Regions from separate parts of the Mus musculus genome. Here all the other regions are linked to region 2. A link is a contact called in public ChIA-PET, HiChIP or PLAC-seq and promoter capture Hi-C data. All regions are on one chromosome and are shown on one strand. The core of a region is the stretch at or near the end of the contact, and the rest is flanking DNA. Distances in the headings are between cores, read along the strand shown. Region 1 holds the start of Pgf (placental growth factor). Region 2 holds the start of Ylpm1 (YLP motif containing 1). Region 3 holds the start of Rps6kl1 (ribosomal protein S6 kinase-like 1). Region 4 overlaps Ltbp2 (latent transforming growth factor beta binding protein 2). Region 5 overlaps Ltbp2 (latent transforming growth factor beta binding protein 2).

Evidence for each region. Promoter capture Hi-C pulls out the DNA fragments that hold promoters and counts their contacts. ChIA-PET counts read pairs in DNA pulled down with a chosen protein or histone mark. HiChIP or PLAC-seq counts read pairs in DNA pulled down with a chosen protein or histone mark. Capture Hi-C pulls out chosen DNA fragments and counts their contacts.
Region 1: an RNA polymerase II ChIA-PET map of memory CD8 T cells shows a contact between it and region 2, with 15 read pairs. The contact joins the promoter of Pgf here to the promoter of Ylpm1 in region 2. A contact is called at or near these places in 1 of 39 promoter capture datasets (the SN4741 cell line), 1 of 115 datasets of contacts at active chromatin or transcription factors (memory CD8 T cells) and 2 of 9 other capture datasets (liver and pancreatic islet).
Region 3: a promoter capture Hi-C map of adipose tissue shows a contact between it and region 2. The contact joins the promoter of Rps6kl1 here to the promoter of Ylpm1 in region 2. A contact is called at or near these places in 4 of 39 promoter capture datasets (cranial neural crest, hematopoietic stem and progenitor cells, hippocampal neurons and 1 more), 2 of 115 datasets of contacts at active chromatin or transcription factors (effector CD8 T cells and embryonic stem cells) and 1 of 9 other capture datasets (adipose tissue).
Region 4: a contact with region 2 is called in an H3K4me3 HiChIP or PLAC-seq map of embryonic stem cells, with 5 times the contacts expected there. The contact joins the enhancer-like site here to the promoter of Ylpm1 in region 2. A contact is called at or near these places in 2 of 484 Hi-C or Micro-C datasets (the G1E-ER4 cell line and frontal cortex), 6 of 115 datasets of contacts at active chromatin or transcription factors (the SCID.adh cell line, acute myeloid leukemia, bone marrow-derived macrophages and 2 more) and 2 of 9 other capture datasets (adipose tissue and embryonic stem cells).
Region 5: a contact with region 2 is called in a promoter capture Hi-C map of 3T3-L1-derived adipocytes, with 2.7 times the contacts expected there. The contact joins the enhancer-like site here to the promoter of Ylpm1 in region 2. A contact is called at or near these places in 16 of 39 promoter capture datasets (the 3T3-L1 cell line, 3T3-L1-derived adipocytes, the HPC-7 cell line and 10 more), 5 of 484 Hi-C or Micro-C datasets (brown adipocytes, cortical neurons, embryonic fibroblasts and 1 more), 10 of 115 datasets of contacts at active chromatin or transcription factors (the 230-238 cell line, the NIH/3T3 cell line, the SCID.adh cell line and 6 more) and 1 of 9 other capture datasets (adipose tissue).

Annotation. Positions count from the first base shown.
Region 1 is chr12:85,175,870-85,178,569 of GRCm38.p6, forward strand. It overlaps Pgf (placental growth factor), which reads right to left and starts at 1,444. Exons shown (of 7, transcript NM_008827.3): 1 at 1,029-1,444. The coding sequence starts at 1,094.
Region 2 is chr12:84,994,875-84,997,574 of GRCm38.p6, forward strand. Ylpm1 (YLP motif containing 1) reads left to right here and starts at 1,447. Exons shown (of 21, transcript NM_178363.4): 1 at 1,447-2,482. The coding sequence starts at 1,616.
Region 3 is chr12:85,149,860-85,152,559 of GRCm38.p6, forward strand. Rps6kl1 (ribosomal protein S6 kinase-like 1) reads right to left here and starts at 1,405. Exons shown (of 11, transcript NM_146244.4): 1 at 1,304-1,405; 2 at 1-49. The coding sequence starts at 29.
Region 4 is chr12:84,857,289-84,859,988 of GRCm38.p6, forward strand. The region is part of intron 2 of Ltbp2 (latent transforming growth factor beta binding protein 2); the gene reads right to left. Among named protein-coding and RNA genes, the nearest start is that of D030025P21Rik, 17 kb to the right of the region's middle. Within about 2 kb of position 1,428, at least 23 of the 459 cell types and tissues checked have an H3K27ac peak or open chromatin away from gene starts, as enhancers often do. A contact at or near this core is called in embryonic stem cells, where this site is marked.
Region 5 is chr12:84,800,413-84,803,112 of GRCm38.p6, forward strand. The region is part of intron 17 of Ltbp2 (latent transforming growth factor beta binding protein 2); the gene reads right to left. Among named protein-coding and RNA genes, the nearest start is that of Isca2, 28 kb to the left of the region's middle. Within about 2 kb of position 1,434, at least 47 of the 459 cell types and tissues checked have an H3K27ac peak or open chromatin away from gene starts, as enhancers often do. A contact at or near this core is called in 3T3-L1-derived adipocytes, adipose tissue, bone marrow-derived macrophages and 1 more, where this site is marked.

The DNA of each region.
Region 1 (2,700 bases), core at 194-2,693, 180 kb after region 2:
GCTCCTCCCCCATCCTCTGCTAAAAACCACCTGACTTTCTGGCCTCAGTTTCTTCACTTGGAAAAGGGTAGGAGGCTTCTTGTGTTCCCAAGTGCTTGTAATCCTGTGGGGTCTCTCTTCTGCCCAGCCCCCAGGCCAGTCCTGCTGGGCCTACTACAGCCCGCCTTGGCTGGGTGCCAGAGCCCAGGGGGAGGGTGATCAGCTGGTGGGAGCTCAGGGGCTGGAGAAGAGGCGGCGCCATGAGCTGGTGCTGCCTGCCAGTAACGTTACACCTCGAGCTAACACTGCAGCAAGCAGACGGATGGCCTGGCTGCTCGGCAAGGGGACTGGACAACCCACCCACTCCTGGGCTGGGGCTGAGGGCTCCCAGGGCAGTGGGCAGTGCAGCGGGCAGTGCAGCAGGAAGGGAATGCATTGGCTTTGTCAGGATTTTGCTGCCCAATCTGGCTCCCTGCCAGACTCACCCAGCTCCTGGGAAAAGGGCCCTGCTCACTTCCCCAGGCCCTGCACTCAGGACCTTCTGACACCCACCAGGAGGAAAGGGCACGGCAGGATCCCTTGTCATATCTGAAGCCCACCCAAGAGCCCTCTGCTCAATTGGAGCAATGGTGGGGGAAGGGCCTCACCTCCCCACCTCAAGCTTCTTTAGTCAGCTCCTTCCCCACTAGGCCAGGTCAGAGGTCCTGGGGGCGCCTGGTTGGTCATGGGGCCACAACCCTGACCACAGGGCCAGGGAGCTGACTGGGATTAGTGGACGGATGCTTTTTGCAAAGCCACTAGGGCTCCAGGGGCTAGACAGGAAACCTCCCTCATTCCCTGTGGCTTCCCTGCCCCCACTAAGACAGCCCCCAGGAATTGGGGACTGCCCAGCCAGAGGTCTCCTCCCTGAGGTCCAGCCCAGCCCCTGGGAAATATGTGGGCACCCTAGCAGAAGCTGCTCTCTAAAGTGAGTCTGTAATTAAAGACCATAGCCCCTGTTTCTACGGCTAGGATGAGAAGGTCAAGAGGAAGCCAGGCCAGGTCCTTACCTGGGAATGCACAGCCAACCCAGCTAGGACCTGTAAGAAGCAAGTGAACAGCTTCATGACCAGCATCTTCTCAGACATCCAGAGCCAAGGTCCTTCAAGGCACAATCACCATGCTCGTCCCCCTTGGGGGAGACGCTGATACCAGAGGAGAGGAGAGGAGAGGAGTGTCCCCCTCACTGCTGTCCTAGGCTAGGTCTCTGCAGTCTGCCTGAGCATCCACAGAAAGCCGGGGAAGTCCGGAGCTCACAGGTAGGGCTGTGGCTGAGGAAACTGGTGAGGAGTGTTCCGGCGAGTCGGAGCGATGTGAAAGGATCTTAGGGGTCCGATGACCCTAGCTCCTCTCGTGAGTGAGCAGAAGTCTGAAGATGCGGTTTCCTTCTCAGACTGCAGCTTCCCTACGAACTGAAGCTAGTCGGCCGCTGGTTTTCAAGACCGTGTATGGGGCGGGGCTGCAGCCTGCCCGCCCACTTCTATCTCGAGGCCCCAGGAGCAGCCCGGGAGCGCTGAGAGCCGGTTGGCGGTGAGACCTGAGTGCGCGTGACCCCGCAGGGCGCTGAAGGGGCGCTGCCGGCGCAGATCTCCTGGCCCCTCGGAGCTAGGCGTTCATTAGCTTGCCCCAGGGTCAGCCCGCAGCGACAGCCAAGGTTGCACCTGGCTCTTCTGGAGCCTCCAGGTGCGGACGTCCAACATCTGCCTTGGAGATGGCTGGGTACTTAAGTGACCTCTGCAGGGAGTGCAGTACTAAGAAGGCAGCATCTTGCTGTGGCCCTTCATGACCAGTGCCATCCCTACACAACCCCGGGAGGAGAGGTGACAGGATTACTAACCCCATTTTATAGACTAACAACCCGATCCTATGAGAGGGCACCACCTGCAGATGCTGAACAATGTTCATATTCACACTAGGAAAGTGTATGTGTGCCCGCGGGCATCTGCCTGCGTAGACAGGGATCTGGCAGAGACAAGACAAGCTACGTGCCTCCAGAACCGTCCCTCTATTCCATGTACTATCTGACCTGGTAGGCAGGCACAGGGCAGCCCAGCTGTGGGCTGTACACAGGAAACACCTCGGGGCACCTGGCTAGACCTAGGTCCACCACCACTTCCTCCTGTCAGGTCAGGCCAGCCTATTAGAGGTAGGGAATGGACTAACCTGGCATCACCTCCCGAGCCCAAGCAGAAGAGGAAGTGTTCTAGAGCAGCAGGACATGCTGAGGAGAGGTGGTGTCTGCATGGGCACTTGTGTATACCTATGAAGCTGTGTGTATATGTCACCCACTGAACGTGCCCAGTTACACTGTGTGTCGCAGATCTGGGTCTCTGGGTATCTCTTTGTACTTGTGTGCAGCCATGCATGTCTGTACTTTTGTGGTAACCTCCTGTGTTCCTGAGTTGTTCTTCATCACCTACCATTCTAACAAACCTCTGTGACCAGCTTGTGGGCTGGTTGCAAAAACCTGGCAGCATCCAGAGTCAGAAGTTGGTGGGTGGCTGTGGGGGAGGAGATGGGCCTGGGAGGTGGCTCTTGGATCACATTCCATTCAGAGGCAGGGAGGCTAGGGCAGTCCTGGCTCTCACCCCCAGTGACCTCTGTGTCTGTGGCCTGCTGCCCACCCACAAGGGGCTGCCAGAGATGCTGCCTCTCTGTCTGGTAGGCCCTGAGGCCTGCAGG
Region 2 (2,700 bases), core at 197-2,696:
TCTGAACCTGTAACCCAGCCCCAGTTAAATGTTTTTTTATAAGAGTTGCCTTGGTCATGGTGTCTGTTCACAGCAGAAAAACCCTAACTAATACAACTTATGACATGCAATTTTATGTATTTCTATGCTGCTTCAATAAGACACTGAAAGAAGGAATCCCTAGCCCCGCATCTACTACTCATAGTTACCCAAGACAGGTAATGATCTGGTTGCTAGGAAAAAAGAGCAAGGTCACATCTTCAAATTGACATGCTGATACAGTTAAGAGTCTTCAAATTAAGCATGGTTTTTCTCTCCCCTTCCTTCCTTCTTTCCTTCCTTCTGTCCTTCCTTTCCCAGAATTCAGTGTACTACTTCTGATGTTCAGTAATCACCCAAACCAATGGAAGTCTTTAATATTTTGCTGCTAGGGTTCAGGAAATCAGCTTTTAAGTTACCCTTCTCTGACTTTTCTTAGGTTTTTTTTTTTTTTTTTTTTTTTTTTTTTTTTTGGGTTTTCGAGACAGGGTTTCTCTGTATAGCACTGGCTGTCCTGGAACTCACTTTGTAGGCCAGGCTAGCCTCGAAATCAGAAATCTGCCTGCCTCTGCCTCCCGAGTGCGGGATTAAAGGCGTTCACCACCATGCCCGGCTGACTTTTCTTAGGTTTAAGGATTCTCCAACAGGGACATCGTCCGAGTTAAAACCTGGGTTTGATGGTACTTGGAAGGCAGAGGCAGGAAGATCTCTGTGAGTTCAAGGCCAGCCTGGTCACAAAGCGAGTTCCAGGACAGCCAGGGGGTTCATACAGAAAAACCCTGTCTTGAAAAAGCAAAAAAATTTTAAGGGTGGTGGGGTGGGTGGTGGGTGGGGAGGAAACCAATCTAAACAATTCAATTCCTTTTACAGTACCTGTAGGAAAGAATCAGGGCCATTTTCACTTTCCTTCTCCAGAATCCATTTTTCATTCTTCCTATCATTGTCCCCTGTCAGGCTGTGGGTTGACTGAGTTAAATCAGTTTAACTTGGAAGAACTGTCATTTTTACAAAGCTCCCTCTTTTTTACTTAGGACTATGGTAAGCCTCTTCGTGAGTTCAAGTTTAATTTTTATTCTCAGGTAGGATTCTGCAGTTTTCTTCATATAATGTCTAGATTTTTCTTAGTAGAGTTATTACTTGTTTTATGTTCTTGTTGCTACTGTGAATGGAATCTTTCCTCCCCCCTCCCCACCCCCCCATTCAAAACTAAACCCATAGGGCGTTAGGATCTCTATCACTCCTTTCGGCTGTGAGACTCTATGGTTTTCTTGGTTCTATGACAACATTCTATTACCGCCTACATTTTCCGAACCCGAAGGAAGGCGGCAACAGCGAGTACCTGCGCCAAGGTTCCCTCTATCTGGCCTTTGTTCTCCGCTCGATGGTACTGCGCATGCGTAGTTGCCTCAGCACGGTCCCCGCCTTCCCGACCGCGGGCCCAGCTCCGTAGCGCCGGCGCACTGGCGCGCTCCGTTCACACGCTCCGCGGCCTGTAAGGCACCGCGAGTTCCGGCTGTCGCCGTCACCGCCGCGGCTCCTGGAGGTCGGTTGCGACGAGTAACGGCGCCGGGACGAGCCCCGCGCCTTCGTTTCCTATATGTATCCGAATTGGGGCCGGTATGGCGGGAGCAGCCACTATCCGCCGCCGCCGGTGCCGCCGCCGCCGCCACCGGTGGCGCTTCCCGAGGCCTCGCCGGGGCCCGGGTACTCCAGTTCGACGGCTCCCGCGGCCCCTTCCTCTTCAGGCTTCATGAGCTTCCGAGAGCAACACTTGGCGCAGCTCCAGCAGCTGCAGCAGATGCACCAGAAGCAAATGCAGTGCGTGCTCCAACCCCACCATCTTCCTCCGCCCCCGCTGCCACCCCCGCCGGTGATGCCCGGGGGCGGCTACGGAGACTGGCAGCCGCCTCCGCCACCGATGCCCCCGCCACCTGGACCAGCCCTCAGTTATCAGAAGCAGCAGCAGTACAAACACCAGATGATCCACCACCAACGAGATGGGCCTCCGGGTTTGGTTCCAATGGAGCTGGAGTCCCCTCCTGAATCTCCCCCTGTACCTCCAGGATCCTACATGCCCCCATCCCAGTCGTACATGCCTCCACCTCAGCCACCACCCTCGTACTATCCCCCTTCCTCCGCTCAGCCCTACCTGCCTCCTGCTCAGCCATCCCCTTCACAGTCTCCACCTTCCCAGTCCTATCTGGCGCCCACTCCTTCTTATTCTTCCTCGTCCTCCTCACAATCATATTTGAGCCATTCCCAGCCCTACTTACCCCCTTCTCAGGCCTCTCCTTCCCGCTCCTCCCAGGGCCCTTCTAAACCCCAGCTACCACCACCACCGTCCATCCCTTCTGGGAATAAAACAGCTATCCAGCAAGAGCCTTTGGAGAGTGGGGCCAAGAACAAGACTGCTGAACAGAAGCAAGCTGCTCCTGAACCAGATCCCTCTACAATGACTCCACAGGTAAGCACTGTGTCACATCTTTCATTTAGGCTTTACGTGAGCAGGTCTTGGGCTTTAACCAGCTAATGCCTATCGTAATTCCAACAGCCAACGACTAGCCCATTCATACTCCAAAGATCCCCTAAGAGTCAGCCCTGAAAGCCAGGTTTTAAATTGACCATAGATTACCAAAAGAAGAGTAAAGATAAGACTAGGCACTTGAAGTTGTAGTAGGTTGG
Region 3 (2,700 bases), core at 155-2,654, 150 kb after region 2:
GGTGGACATTCACAGGCTACCAGGCTCATAGTGGCCCTGCTGTTGTGACCTGTAAGAAGCAAAGGTCTTAGGGGAGACACGTGTTGGGAGCCACACCCCTACCTGTACTCCAGCTTCCTCTACTAAACATTGGAGAGACAGATGTTCACATCCAAAAGCTGGAGGGACGAGCGATGGTAAGGTCCCGTCTTTGAGCTGGGTCCTACCTCAGTGTGGCAATGATAGATTAACACAGCAGTGTGTGTGTGTGGGGGGGGGGCTTTCTTTTCTTTTCCACTCAAATTCAGCTCCACAAATACCATGCTGTATGAACGGAGCACGGAAAACTGGGGGTACCTGTGACCCACAGCTGCCTTTGAGGGGTGTCCACAGAGTAAACCTAGTGTCAAGAGCATAGTAAACATACCAAAGTCACACACTGGCTTAAAGCTGGTCTCACCTCTCCTCCACCTCAGGTCTCCCCTCCTCCCTGTCTTCCTTGTGAAGTTCCATTCAGCTCAGGGGTACCTCTCCCCAGACAAAACCTTTGGCCCAGAGAGGTCCTGAGTCAGCAAGTGGGGAACTCCCCCCCCCCAATACCCAGGCTCCAAGCCGGAATGGCGAGCTCATCAAAGCCCCCTGGGAGATGAGGTGATTGACAGATTAGATGCCAGTTCATGTGGAGTTCAGCGAGAGTGTCAGGGTGACCCAGCCCTATGGAGGCTATCCCAGAAGTCCAGGGGCCTGTGCGCCCTCCCAAGGACCTGACAGTAACTCCTCCCCAAGCAATGTGTGACCCCAATGGCCCAAGGGATAAGAGTGGCGGCTGCCAGAGGGGAAGGGGCAAAGAGAAAGCAGCCAGCAGTGCGGTCCCTGTCCCTCACAGCAGCCTAGCAGCCACCGTTGCTGTCTCGGGTACCCTGGAAAATGACCAGGGGGTAGCTTTTCTCCCTGGATCTTTTCCACCTCGGCAAGGAAAGAGACACAGGATAAAGGAAGAGGTGGGGAGGAAACGCACATATCCAAGCAGCCAGGAGGCCAGGAGATGGAGAAAGGCGGCCTTCCTGCTCTGCCAGGCCCAGCGGGATAGGTAGCTTCGAGGCCTGTGCTGGGGCACCGACGCCGGCTGCGCAGGGCTGCGAGTTGCGGGTCCAGCTTTCGGAGCCGCGTGCCTAAGACTATACACGTCAAGCAAGCAGCGCGTGCACGACCCCGGCACACAAGGTGCATCACTATAGGGAACGTCCAAGGAGGTCGGGCTGAGGCAGGGAGGGGAAGCCTCCTCTCCTGAGAGGATGGCTCAAGAGCAGACCAAATACTATACCTGTCCGCGTGCCAGAGCTCCGGGCCTTCCCGCCAACGCTGTCCCTTCACCTTCTGCAAGGCTCCGTCTGTGCCTACCACCCTTCCGCAGGTGCCTGGGGGCGGGGGTGGGGCGTCTAGCCGGGTGCCTGCCAGCCATTGGCTAAGGATGAGCTCATCCTCAACCCGTTAGAATAAACCTCCAATCATCGTTCTCCTCGGCTTCTGACAGCCCTTAAAGCCCTAGAGTTTGCAAGGCCAGGAACTCAGGAGTGGGAGTCAGTGGGGATGGATGTGGGTGACTGAGTGTAGCAGGGAGAGAAAAGGTCTATTGTCACCCAGGGATGTGGCTGCCTTAGACCTCTAAGCCAATGAAACTTAACCACAGCACGTTCAAGAGACTTTCTTCATTCACTACTTCAGTTAGTCAATGTTTCTCTGTTGGGTGTGTACTCTGCCCTAGGGCTTAGGGTAGAGCTGCCTCTATGGCTTCACAGATCAATCTGCCCAGGGCTTCCTGGGCTCTAAGGTCAGGCGAGTGGTTCGGAGTTGAGCAGCACCGAATCCTAACCTGGAGTCAGAAATGCATTCCCAAGAAAGGCACAAACGACCCCGACCCCCTTACTTGTCAGAAGCCACTCTGCGCTTTGCTGTGACCTTGTCTCTGGTAGTTTTCCACACCGGTCTCCTCTGACTCCTCTTCCTCCTCCACACCCCTTCCTCACCCAGAGCTGTTGTCGTCTCTGGGGATCACACTCAGGTCACCAGGCTCAAATGGCAGCACCTTATGCACTAAACCACGTCACCAGCCCCAGATTTATCTCTTTATTAAAATAAAACAACCTTTTAATTTTTGAGTTATTTATTTTTATCTTATGTATATTGGTGTTTCGCTTGCAAATATGTCTGTGTGCGGTGTTCGATTCTTGAAATTGGACTTACAGACAGTTCTAAGCTACCATGTGGGTGCAGGAAATTGAACCCCGATCCTCTGGACAAGCAGCCAGTGCTCCCAACCATGAGGTCATCTCATCATCCCTAAAGCATCTTAAGGGGGAGAGGGAGGGGGGAGGGGGAGAGACAGAGGAGAAGAGAGAGAGAGAGAAGAAAAGAGAGAAGAGAAGAGAAGAGAAGAGAAGAGAAGAGAAGAGAAGAGAAGAGAAGAGAAGAGAAGAGAAGAGAAGAGAAGAGAAGAGAAGAGAAGAGAAAGAGAGAGAAGAAGAGAAGTAGCTTGGGTCTGGTATGGGCTTTCAAAACCTGAAAACACACTTCCTCCAGTGAGACCACACCTCCTAACCCTTCTAATCCTAGCAAAGAGTGTCACTCCCTTGTCACAAAGCATTTAAATACATGAGTCTATGAGGTCCATTTTTATTCACACGGACACATTTTAACAAGCTAAAGACAAAAAATTCAAAA
Region 4 (2,700 bases), core at 178-2,677, 140 kb before region 2:
GTGGATGATGAAGGCTCCAGGCCTGTTTGCCCTTCTAAAGTCACATGGTAAAATTCAAATTATGAGGGAAGATGTGTGCCAGCCAGCTCATGTACCTGCTTTGATAAGTATTCTTAGAGCACTCACAAGGTCTGAGATATGATAGAAATGTTTCTCGTGCACTTGTGCAGAAAGGACACATAGATCCACAGAACAAGCGTGATGTTGGCCAGAGCCTATTACTCAGGCAGGATAGAGTGATAGTTAGGGAAAGTTTCCTGAAGTAAGTGATGCTGACCAGTTGTTCACAGGATGAGATGGTTGGAAATCCTGCCCAGCAAGGCTATTTGAGGGCCAGGCTGCCCAATCAGTGGGTAGTAAGAAGAGTGTCTTAGTTTGGGTTTTATTGCTGTGTAGAGACACCATGACCAAGGTAACTCTTATAAACATAAGCATTTAATTGGGGCTGGCTTACAGTTTCACAAGTTCAGTCCATTATCATCATGGCCGGAAGCTTGGCAGCTGCAGGAGAAGGGTGCTGGAGAAGGAGCTGAGAGTTCTACATCTTGATCCACAGACAGAAAGGAGGAGACTGTCTTCTGCAGTTAGCCAGGAGGAGGCGCTCTTTCTCACTGGGTGGAGCCTGAGTACCAGGAGACCTCAAAGCCCTCCTACACAGTGAAGCACTTCCTCCAACAAGACCAAACCTCCCTCAATAAGGCCACACCTCCTAATAGCGCCACTCCTGATGGCTGAGCACTCAAAGAAATGAATCTATGGGGGTCAAACCTATTCAAACAACAACTGAAGGATTCTGACCACGAGCTAGATCCTAAGGTGAGGGTATCTTCTTTGGTGCCTCAGTGTCCCTTTCTTTCAGGTGCCTGATCCCCACGTAAGCAGATAATTCCAGAGAATTGTAAATCAAACCCTTTCCCAAGCACAAACTGCCAAGCACAAGATTTTGGCCAATGCCTAGCCATCGTCCGTCTGTCCAAATACAACTAGCTACCACATGAGCACCTGCCCAGGCCCACCCCAGCACCATCTCAGCCACAGACACTCTCTGCTAGGGCCAGCTCAGCAGACAAACACTGAGGAAGGCAGACACGCCCTGGGCGCATCTTGAGTCTGGTTTTCGCTTAAGGAATGGAGAAGTCATGTGGACCCACCCCTTCCATCCAGCAGAGACCCAAAGCCTGGTATGCATGAGAGGAGGGTCTTGCAGCTCAACCTCTGACCCCTGCCTCAAAGGTGGCTTTTGATGCTTAGCTTCTACCCTCCCTTCCTGCTCTGCGTCCCAAGGATGACCCACCCTTGGTGTAAACAATAACATCTTTCACTCTCTGGAAATCTGAGACGCCCAGCCTGGCAAGCTAAGCCCCTGCATCTCTTTCCACCACTCAGTTCTGGTTCTGCCTTATTCGCCAAGGCTGTCTTGACAACACCAATGAGGATACAGAGCTAAATGTGAGCAGGCTACTGAGGAAGCCCCACCTGGTGGGGTCCTGACGCTGCTGGAAGGGCTTTTCTCAACCAGGAATTCCATTCTCGTGTAGGTGTTTGATTGGTCCAACGAACAGCTCACGGGGAATGGGAAATCAGAAGGGAAACTGGATACATCATCTCCGCTGTCTGTTACATCATCACAGATGAAAGTCATACGACTTCCAGAGCAGCCAGCTGTGTTGATAGATAAACACCTTCCTGGGAAGATGACCGTTCCCAGCTGGCTGAGGGAGGGTCTGAGCTTCGGACCAGATCTCATCAGCCTGTTTTGTATATATCACCAGACTGCAGTGTCTGGTTTGTTCTGAGCCAATCACATGTATTATGAGACTGGATCATGAACTCCTCTTTTTCTCTTTTACAAAGGCACCCAAAATGATCCACTATGGTGGCCTCAATTGCCTAGCTAAGAGAAGGAAAGTTCTGACAGTTTTTACTGGTTGTGTGTGTGTGTGTGTGTGTGTGTGTGTATGTGTATGCTCTTTTAAATTTTCTTTTGGCACGTATGTGTGTGTTCACATGTGGGTGGGTGCACATGTATGTTCTGGTATGTGCATGTGGAGGCCAGAGGATGACAATGCGTGTTTTCCTTGATCACATTCCACCTTAGAATGAAGCAGGGGTTCTCACCACTAAAACCTAGAGTTCACCATGTGGCTAGGCTACCTCGCCATCATGTTCCAGCTAGCCCACGTGTCTGACGCATGGGATTGCACGCAGGCTGTCAGAGCATCCTGCATTTATGCTGGTGCTGGACACTAAGCTCTGGTCCTCATGTTACACAGCTGGCACTCTATCCTCAAGTCATTGCCCCGGCCTCTAAAATGGTGTCTATAATTAAAGGTGGTAGTATATGGCAATTCTTTTTTAATTCCCCTAATTCCCTCCATTTGGAAAAAATGAAAACCTGGTCATTAACGCAGCTCTTTCATTTCTATTTTTATTTATGTTCAGTGTGAATGTATATGGGATGGTGGGGAAGCAAGTGTGGAGGTCAAAGGACACCTTTCTAGAGTCAGTTCTCTTCGGTCTTTATTGGGCTCTGGAGATCAAACTCGGGTCATCAGGCTTGTGTGGCAAGTGCCTTTACCAGCTGGGCCATCGTGCGGGCCTTTCTGATATTGTACCAATGCATGGAATCTAGTGACACCATGAGAGCTGGGAGCAATGACTGTGTTTAAAGGAGACCGGTGGGAAATAAATGAGCACAGA
Region 5 (2,700 bases), core at 184-2,683, 190 kb before region 2:
ACCATGCCTCAGTGTACCTACCAGCTTTGCTCTATGACTACTCCCTGGCTCCACCATCAAAGCCATAATGACCCCTCTCTAGCACAGGTTCAAACACTTCACAGTGTCCTTGTACAGACTGAATGAAGGCAAAGAGAGGAACAAAGTGCCTGGCTGGCAGCCAACACAGAAGGAATGTTCACTAGCATCGCTCCAGCATAAACCTTCCCCTAGAACCCAGTGTGCTCCCATGGCTGCAATCCTTCCTATTTCATTCCAGTTCTCAGTGGAGTCTCTGGCAGAGCTGCCACAAGCACCGTCCTCGGCCCCAGTGGAGATCCTGACCTTCAGAATAGGCAGACCCAAGAACCTTCCTGGGAACAACTCTCCCAGGAGTTCAGAAACAGCTGTGCGAGCTCCAGGAAGCTCTACTGCCAACAGAGGGGAAAGGAGAAGGAACTCCTGGGCAGAGAGAAAAGCTGATGGGAATAACATGGCTGAAGCTAGAAACACTGCCTAATAAACAGATGGCACTGGGAAAAGCGATTTGTAGAGAAAAGTGGAAATGGAGACATGGGTTCTTGATACCCATGCAAAGATGGACCAGCTGGATAAAGCACTCTGGAAAGGTAACATCAGATGTAATGCGCAACATCCTTGTGACATAATAAAACTACAAGGCATGAAAAATAAAGCTAAAGGAGGCCAGCGATGGCTCAGCGGGCAAGAGTTTGCCACCCAGGCCTGGAAACCTGAGTTTGATTGCCAGAACCCACCTGAGGATGGAGGGGAGAACCCACTCCACTAGGTTGTCCTGACCTCCACATGGACAGACAGCCTTACACACGTAAAACAGATACAATGTAACAGAATACACAAGCTGCACTGTAAAAGCTACATGAAAAAGGAACAGCCACACTGGAAAACTAGCAAAAAGATAGGAGTAGGTAAGCAATTCACAGATGAGGAAGCCCCAAGGCCAAAGTGCAAAGAGATACACTTTCTAGAGGGTATGTAATTATGCAAGCTCTTACTTAAATTTTTAATAGATAATTTATACTTCTACCTAAATTAACTTAAAACTTGTAATAATTTACAATCATTAATTTATACATATGACTCAATGATATATTAAAGTAATGAAACACTGTTTCCTGAAACTGGCAAAATTTAGGAAGTGGATGCAAAATTGGATTAGGTTCTTCAAGTGACGGCCAATCCCCGGTGGTAGAAGCACTTCGGCTAACCTCAGGTTCCTCCCGTCTACAGCTGTCGCGGGTGGCCGAGACCTCTGGACACCAGGCTGGCACAGGACAGAGCCTTTTGTCTGGGCCTGGCAATACCATTCCCTGTAGCAGCTGTAATTTACCCAGGGCCAGCTCCCAGAGAGCAGTGCCTCTGGCCACAGCACCTACGGCAGCTTGCTGAAGCCTGGAAAGCCCCTGTCCCTTGCTTTTCCCTTGGCTCTGTCACACTGCTGTCTGAGTCACCTCCTCCCTGACAGCCAGACGACAGAACCATCTACCCTTAACAAACTTGGCACTAGAGCCACTTCACGGACTGGCCTCGCCTACTGCCTTTTCTGCTAACAAGCCCAGACTCCAGTCACCCTGATGGTATTATTCCCAGGGCAGGCGATACTGGCCTATGCAGAAATGGTTGCCTTCCCCTGGACTACCTCCTCCCTCCATTCCTGCTGCTGCTCGAAGAGGATCATGGGAAGCAAACCATGCCCCAGAATGGGCGTGACATTGCGTCTGTGTCCAGTGCCAGCTGTAGATAGGTGTAATGTTATGGGCATTTCAACTCACCTTTTGAAGCTTCATCTGGCAAAGCGAAAGGTAGGAATGAGATCCGCAGGGGTTGGAATGGTATATAGCAAAGCGCAGAGAGTGGCTCTTGGTTTAAGTGCTCACTAAATGGGAGCTGTTCATATTCTACCCCAGCTCAAGTACCTGTTCACGGAAACATTCCCAAATTCTCTGCTATGTCAGTTGCTTTTTCGTCTAGTCCCCGCACGGTCGCTACTCTTGCTCATTCAGTTGACTGTCGTCAGAGCTCAGCACAGAGCCAGGTACCTGGCCACTCAGTCAGAGCCCGCGTACCTACTGAGTACTCGTGACGGGGTTCCCTCACGTTCCTGTTAGGTTGGGCTTCTCTATCTCCCTTCCTCACAGAATGAAATGAGTGGGCTTGGATGACTTTGGATTCTGAAAGCCAGATCCTTGGAATCAGATGTTGAGGAGACTCAAAGAAAGGGTTCATTGCTCCATGGCCACACATGGAACCATGGTCAAGCAGCAGACTAGCTCCAGAAGTGTGAGCCCCAAACACAGGTAGTGCAGTTCTCAAGTGAGAACTTCCCAGCTGCCTCTGAGCCCCCAGGCGCTGTGTGGTAGATGCTTCCTCATTTCTTCGTGAACTTACTCATAAACAGTGTACAGGAACATTCTATGCTACAAAAGGGGTTGCACAGCGTGCTGGCTAGTTTGTCAACTTAACATAAGCTGAAGTCATCAGAGAGGAGGGAAGCCTCAGTTGAGAAAAACCCCCTCTGTAATCAGGCTGTAAGCAAGACTGTAAGGCAGGGCATTTCTTAATTGGTGATTGATGGGGAGGGGCTAACTATTGTGGGTGGTGCCATCTCTGGGCTGGTGGTCCTGGGTTCTATAAGAAAGCAGATTAAGCGAACCATGAAGACCAGTTCAGTAAGCAGGCCTC